Linked DNA regions of Gossypium hirsutum: region 1 is linked to region 2. The links are chromatin contacts, called in public Hi-C maps. All regions are on one chromosome and are shown on one strand. The core of a region is the stretch at or near the end of the contact, and the rest is flanking DNA. Distances in the headings are between cores, read along the strand shown. Region 1 holds the start of LOC107895225 (kinesin-like protein KIN-12F). Region 2 has its middle 32 kb from the start of LOC107895226.

Region 1 (3,095 bases), core at 563-3,062, 78 kb after region 2:
AACTCAATCAGCGATGATAAAAACATTTATAACACACTCTAAGCAAATGAATTCATATTATAAGTGTGATACCAAATATAAATTATTGGTGAAAGTATCATAGCCATCCTTATATTATATTTGGATTGCATTTTAGTTTTTCTATTGAAAAATAAGTAAATTGGTCTCCGTACGTTACATGAATGAGCAAATAGTTCATTCGTTAGTTATCCCATAAAATGCTTGTTTTCGTGTTGTATTTATGAGGTACAATTTAGTTTTAACCTTTATAATTTTATTCAATTTGGCCCCTATTGTTTTATTTGAAGCAAATTGGCCCTCAACCTTTCATTGTTGATGTAATACTATTTTATCTTACATGTCATATTAGTAAATAATTTAAAAATATTAAAAAAAGAATATATGAATAAAAATTTTTATTTCAAAAATTATGGAAAACTCTTCAAAATGAAAAAAAAATGAAAACATAAAAATTTCAAAAAAATTATACAAGTATTTTAATGAATTTGGGTATATTTTAAGAGATTTTTTTTTTATTTTTTGGAGATTTCTTTTTCATAATTTTCGGAATTATAATACCGTGTCAGTAATGAAAATTTTGAAGGTTAAATTTCTCTAAATAAAAAGAGTAGAGACCAAATTGAATAAAAATGTAAAGATCAAGAACTAAAATTACTATTATCTCTTAAACACAAAACACCAAAATAAGTATTTGAAGGGAAGAATTATTTTACTCTCTTTCAATAAAAAGAACTAAAATTCAATCTGAAATATATTTAAGGGACCCCTGTAGTACTTTTAACCGAACCCCATTTGGTTTTCTTTTGATAATAGGGTTTATTTGTTTTATTGAAAATTACTTCTGAAAAATAATTTTTAAAAAATAATTTATTTTTTTGAAAAATTTAATATTTTCTAGTGTTTTGGATGAATTTATATAAAATATTTTTTGTTGTTTGACAAATTTCTTAGAAATATTTTATAAAAGCTATTTTCAATGAAATAAACATTCATATAGGAATTTCATCTTTTTATTGTTTAATTGAATTTATTTTATATCTATAAATTTTATATTTTACATTGTTTTTGCATATATTAAAAATATTTTGTTAAATTCAGATTCATTATAATGTCATTTTTTAGTTGTATGACTATCAAGTGAGTATTTTTTATTTAAAAATGTGACATTAACAAAATTAACAAAAAAAAATTAATAATGTCAATAATTAGACTTGATTTTCAAATTTAAAAAATAGAGGAACTAAATTCTTAAAAACAAAATTATAGAGACTAAATTATAAATTTATGAAGAATATATAGACTTATGATATATTTAACCTTTATACTACAAAATATTTATTATTAATATATTATAATTGTAATAAAAATTTATTATTAAAATATTAATATTAAATTTTTTAATAATATGTGAAGAATATTATTTAAAATTTATTATTAAAATAAAATTAAAATATTAAATAGTTTATTAAAATAATAAATTATATTATTATATTAATAATTTATTATATGACTAAATATAAATAATTAAATATGTATGTTTAATAATTTATTATTAATATAATAATATTAAGTTTGATATAAGTTAAATTTGGAATAAAAATAAAAGAAAAATGTTTATTTTCTATTCATCAAATTGTTTTATTTGAACCAAACACAAAAATATGGAGAAGATATTTTCTTTAAAACGTTTTACAACCGACCCTAAGGAGAAAAGCAAAGGGTATGACCATGAAGGATATTATGGTCATTTGGAGCTAATAAAACACACAGCTAGATCTAAAGATTTAAGAATTCGAAAACCACAACGGTCATCTCCATCCGCTTCTCACAAACAAAAACTTCCCATCACCCTCTTTCTGCTTCTCTACAAATTCAAATTTAAATTTAAATTCAAATTCGAAGCCGTCCCTCACTCTCTCTCTTTCTCAGAGATCTCAAATCTTTCTTCTTCTTCTTCTTCTTCTTCTTCTTCTTGTCTATACCTTCTTCTTTTTTCTGAAAACTCCCAAAATACGAGAGTGAAAACAATGAAATCAACTGCAGAAGCCGCCGTTGCCGAGAATGGCCGGTTTTTGGGAAGCATTTCGACTTCTTCGCTTCGAAATCTGCTTCCTAAATCAAAACTTAAGAAAAGCATCAAGAAATCCAACTCTGAAAACACTCCTCCACCAGATCCCAACATTATTCAAATAAATAATTCTGCTCAGTTTTCCCCCAAATCTCCACTCTCCAAATCGCTTACTTCTGACTCCTTCGTGAACCCATCTGACGCTCATCCCCAAATTTCGCTTTCTATGGACTCTTCCGTCAAGGTATAGTTAAACAACATCAGTATTTCCTTCTTCTTATTATTATTTAAAAAAAATGATATATGTTGAACCATTGTTTGGAATTTAAGCAGAAAGATATGGTTGAATCCGAAGAACAAAATGGAGATTTGACGAATTTAGATCCATCCGTCAAGGTAAACGCAATTTCAGTGCAACACAGTTCTCATAATTTTAAAGCTTTTAGCATATTTCTAAACAAGGTTTTGAACTTCTTCTGGGTTTTTTCAATCTTTAGCAAAGTTGAAAACCGAACTTGCTTTTTAAGTTTGACTCAATTTTCATATTTTTTTGTGAACAAATAGGTGGTAGTGAGAATTAGACCCATAAATGGTCAAGAAAAAGAAGTGGATCGAACAGTGACGAAGGTTTCTTCAGATTCTTTATCAGTCGGTGGCCGCAAATTCACATTCGATTCTGTTCTTGATGCAAATTCCAGTCAGGTTAGTCAGCAGAATCAATTTTTATATCTTCATTTATATTTTTCCTTTTTAGAAAAAAAGGGTGTGTTGACTCATAATAAACTGTATTTTTTTGGTGGCTACCAGGAGAATGTCTTTCAACTAATTGGTGTTCCTTTGGTTAAAAATGCATTAGCTGGTTACAACACTTCAGTTTTGTCGTATGGACAGGTACTCTTTAGAATATATAAATATATTTTAAGCTCTTTATCTGTTTGATGAGCATTCATAACAATAAAATTTGACGGTGAGTTGTGTATAAAGTAACCATGGTTTATGCAAAATT
Region 2 (3,163 bases), core at 394-2,893:
GTTGAGACACGGGCTATCACACGGCCATGTGTGACACAAAACCATGTGTCTTATTTATTTTCATTGCACCTTGGTCCACACAAATATAGTGAGTTACACAGTCATGTGACCCTGAGCTACACGGTCACAGTGAGATACACAGTCTGTTCACAAGGCCGTATGACAACATATTACCCGGGCACAGTTAGTTACACGGTCAACATGCACGGGCGTGTGAAGTAGTCACACGAGCGTGTGAAGTAACCACACAACCGTGTGACCCTTATTTTCAAATTTTCTAAATTTTTTTGTTTTATTTCAAAATGATCCCATGATGTTTTTAAATTGTATTTAGGGCCTCGAAAGCTCGATTTAAGGACCAAATATGTATGTTTTCTATGAATGGAATGAAATATTGGAATTTACACGTAAGTTGAATTATTTGTTCTATTTTAATTTTAAACATTATGTTTTGTACAATAACATTTCGTAACCTTAATTCAATGACGGAAACGAGTTAGGAGTGTTACATAAAATTAAACAATTTTTATGTAATCGAATAAAATAATGGGACCAAAATTAAAATTTAACTATTTATACTTATAATGAAGGGAAAAAGGGGAAAAAAATAACATTGGATAGGTGTAAAAGAAGGAAACTCTTAGGGCATTCCTTTTATATATGTTATATTACATCCATATAAAATTTAAGTTTAATTTTTTTTTTTAAATGGAAACTAGCTGACATTAAAAAAATATCAGGGGAAACAAACAAAACATGTCTCATACACTGTAACTTCGGGACTCAACAAACCATATTGAAAAGTGCAGACCAAATTAAATGCAAAAACAAAGAAAACAAGAAAATGAAAGAAAGAGCAGCAAAAGAAACCCAATCGTCAGAACCATTTTCCCTCAAAAAACTTAAACAGAACCAGCTAAAGCTCTCCAATCTCTAGGAAAACAGAAATGCATGAAGCCATCAACAAAACCCAGAAGAGAGCGGAGCTTCAATTTATTCATCGGAGTAAAGAATCAAAATTCCCGACGAACTAAAGCCAAAGAAACCTAATGCAGAAAGGAGCAGTTCGCCATGTCTATCTTTGCGACTCGCTCAACTATCTTCGGGGCTTCCTCGATCCAGAATCGACCCTCAGGATCTTGGCGCCCCTCCTTGGCCAAGGTATGAACGCATTATTTCCTTCTGTTTTAACATGAGGGAAAGTAATTTGCTCAAAAAAAACCCAACCTTTGTTTGATATCTGCTAAGATCAGGCTAAGAACTGATCTATCATTTGTATTTGCATGGAATTTCTTTATAATCGTCAATGAGTCTCCCTCAATCTGGACGCGACGAAAGCCAATATCCTGTGCAAATCAAATCGCCTGCTCGTATGTCCGGGCTTCTACAACAAAGGCATCGGCAATATTAATATGAGGGTAAGTACAAGCCCCCATAACTAGCCCTCTTTCATTTCTTGCAATAATGCCTGAGATGGATGTTTTCTCCTGTAAATTAAAAGATGAGTCAAAGTTAACTGTTATAAAATCCAAATCTAGTGGTCTCCAGTGAATTTGCGTAGAGGAGCATCTAGGGTATCCCACTATTTCAAGGGCTTCAATTTTAGCCAAGTAGCCTAAAACGAACACCACCAAATCACTCAACGTTTGACTTGTACCCTCGTGAATTAATTTATTTCGTGCAAACCAAATAGACCAAACAGATAGAGTCACCAGCTTTCTATTTCTGTCGTCTGTTGTTTGGAAAACCTCTACTGGCCAATATTTGTAATCTAGATGTTTCGACATAAAGCGCACAGTGAATCGCAAAGAAGTCAAAAACTGGCTTGTTACTGGGCAAAAACGCAGTAGGTGGTCAACAGATTCTAAATCTGTGTGACACAACAGACAAAGAATAGGAGTAGAAATATGTCGTTTGTTTAAGTTAGCATACGTAGGCATTAAAATTGTTGTAGAATTTCCACATTGTAATTTTAATCTTCTCTAGAAGTTGTAATGCCCATAAATCCGAGAGAAGTTCTTTGCGGAGGTAGTCATAGGAGTAGACGAATCTTTTTGTAATTCTGAATTTCCTTGTATAAGTACCTTGTAACCACTCTTCACAGTATACGCCCCTGATCCGTCCAGCCTCCAAATCCTAGAACTCAAGGGCGAAGCCAGAAAAGAATTTTTGGAGGGGCCGAAGAAAATTTTAATTTTTTATATTCTATATATTTATAATTTTTAAAGGATATAATTGAATTTTTATAATTTTAGGGGGGGCCAAAGTACAATTTTACCTTTACTAATTTAAAATTTTAAAAAAATCTAAAGGGCCTAAATGAAAATTTTCCATTTTAGGGGGGGCCGGAGCCCATGCCTACCCCCCTTGGTTTCACCCCTGCTAGAACTAGGTAGTTTTGTCCTAGCCAGGGTTATAGACAAAATGGCTTGCATTGATCCTCAACTTCTATTTCACAAATGGTTGTGTCATTCCAGGTACCCCGTTCATGGTTAATTAGTTTAGACACCCTCGTGTACTTTATATAAATTTTTTGATATCGAATTCGACTATATCCAAGTCTTTGAATCCAAGGATCATTCCAAACATTCACAGACTCTCCATCACCAATGCACCAGCCCATGCCTTTCTCCAACAAACCTCGAGCACTCATTATGCCTCTTCAGGTAAGAGAAGCGTAAGAACCTAATCTCGTAGATAAGAAATCATATACGGAAAACAACATGCCAAATGTGCCAACACTATTTAGCTAATAAAGAAATATTAAACAATGCTAAATCATGAAAACCTAAGCCCCCAACGGACTTAGGCAGGCATAAATACCTCCAAGAACTCTAATGAATGCCTTTTAACGATTTAGAAGTTCTTCACTAGAAATTATCAAGTACGTTTTCTAATTTAAAACACAATTTTCGAAAAAAAGAAAACATCGCATCGCATATACAAGTAGAGCTTGCAAAACTAACTTTATCAAAGTTTATTTCCTACCCATAAATAAGAGCCACAAATTCCAACTCTCCACTCTACTATGAATTCTATCCACTTAATGCGCAAAAGTCCATTTTTATTTCCCCCCCACCAACATAGGCAAGCTGAGATATTTTTTAGGATTCAAAGACACCCAAACCCTCAATGTACTACTTACAGTGTTTCTGTCACTTTC

What was found. Hi-C and Micro-C count contacts between places; a contact is called where the count stands out from the background.
Region 1: a contact with region 2 is called in a Hi-C map of leaf, with 1.8 times the contacts expected there. The contact joins the promoter of LOC107895225 here to the enhancer-like site in region 2. A contact is called at or near these places in 9 of 34 Hi-C or Micro-C datasets (anther, callus, leaf and 2 more).

What each region holds. Positions count from the first base shown.
Region 1 is chrA13:93,902,811-93,905,905 of Gossypium_hirsutum_v2.1, forward strand. LOC107895225 (kinesin-like protein KIN-12F) reads left to right here and starts at 1,813. Exons shown (of 16, transcript XM_041085284.1): 1 at 1,813-2,333; 2 at 2,423-2,485; 3 at 2,654-2,791; 4 at 2,897-2,980. The coding sequence starts at 2,049.
Region 2 is chrA13:93,825,373-93,828,535 of Gossypium_hirsutum_v2.1, forward strand. No RefSeq gene overlaps it. Among protein-coding and RNA genes, the nearest start is that of LOC107895226, 32 kb to the right of the region's middle. Within about 2 kb of position 1,644, at least 7 of the 9 cell types and tissues checked have an H3K27ac peak or open chromatin away from gene starts, as enhancers often do. A contact at or near this core is called in leaf, where this site is marked.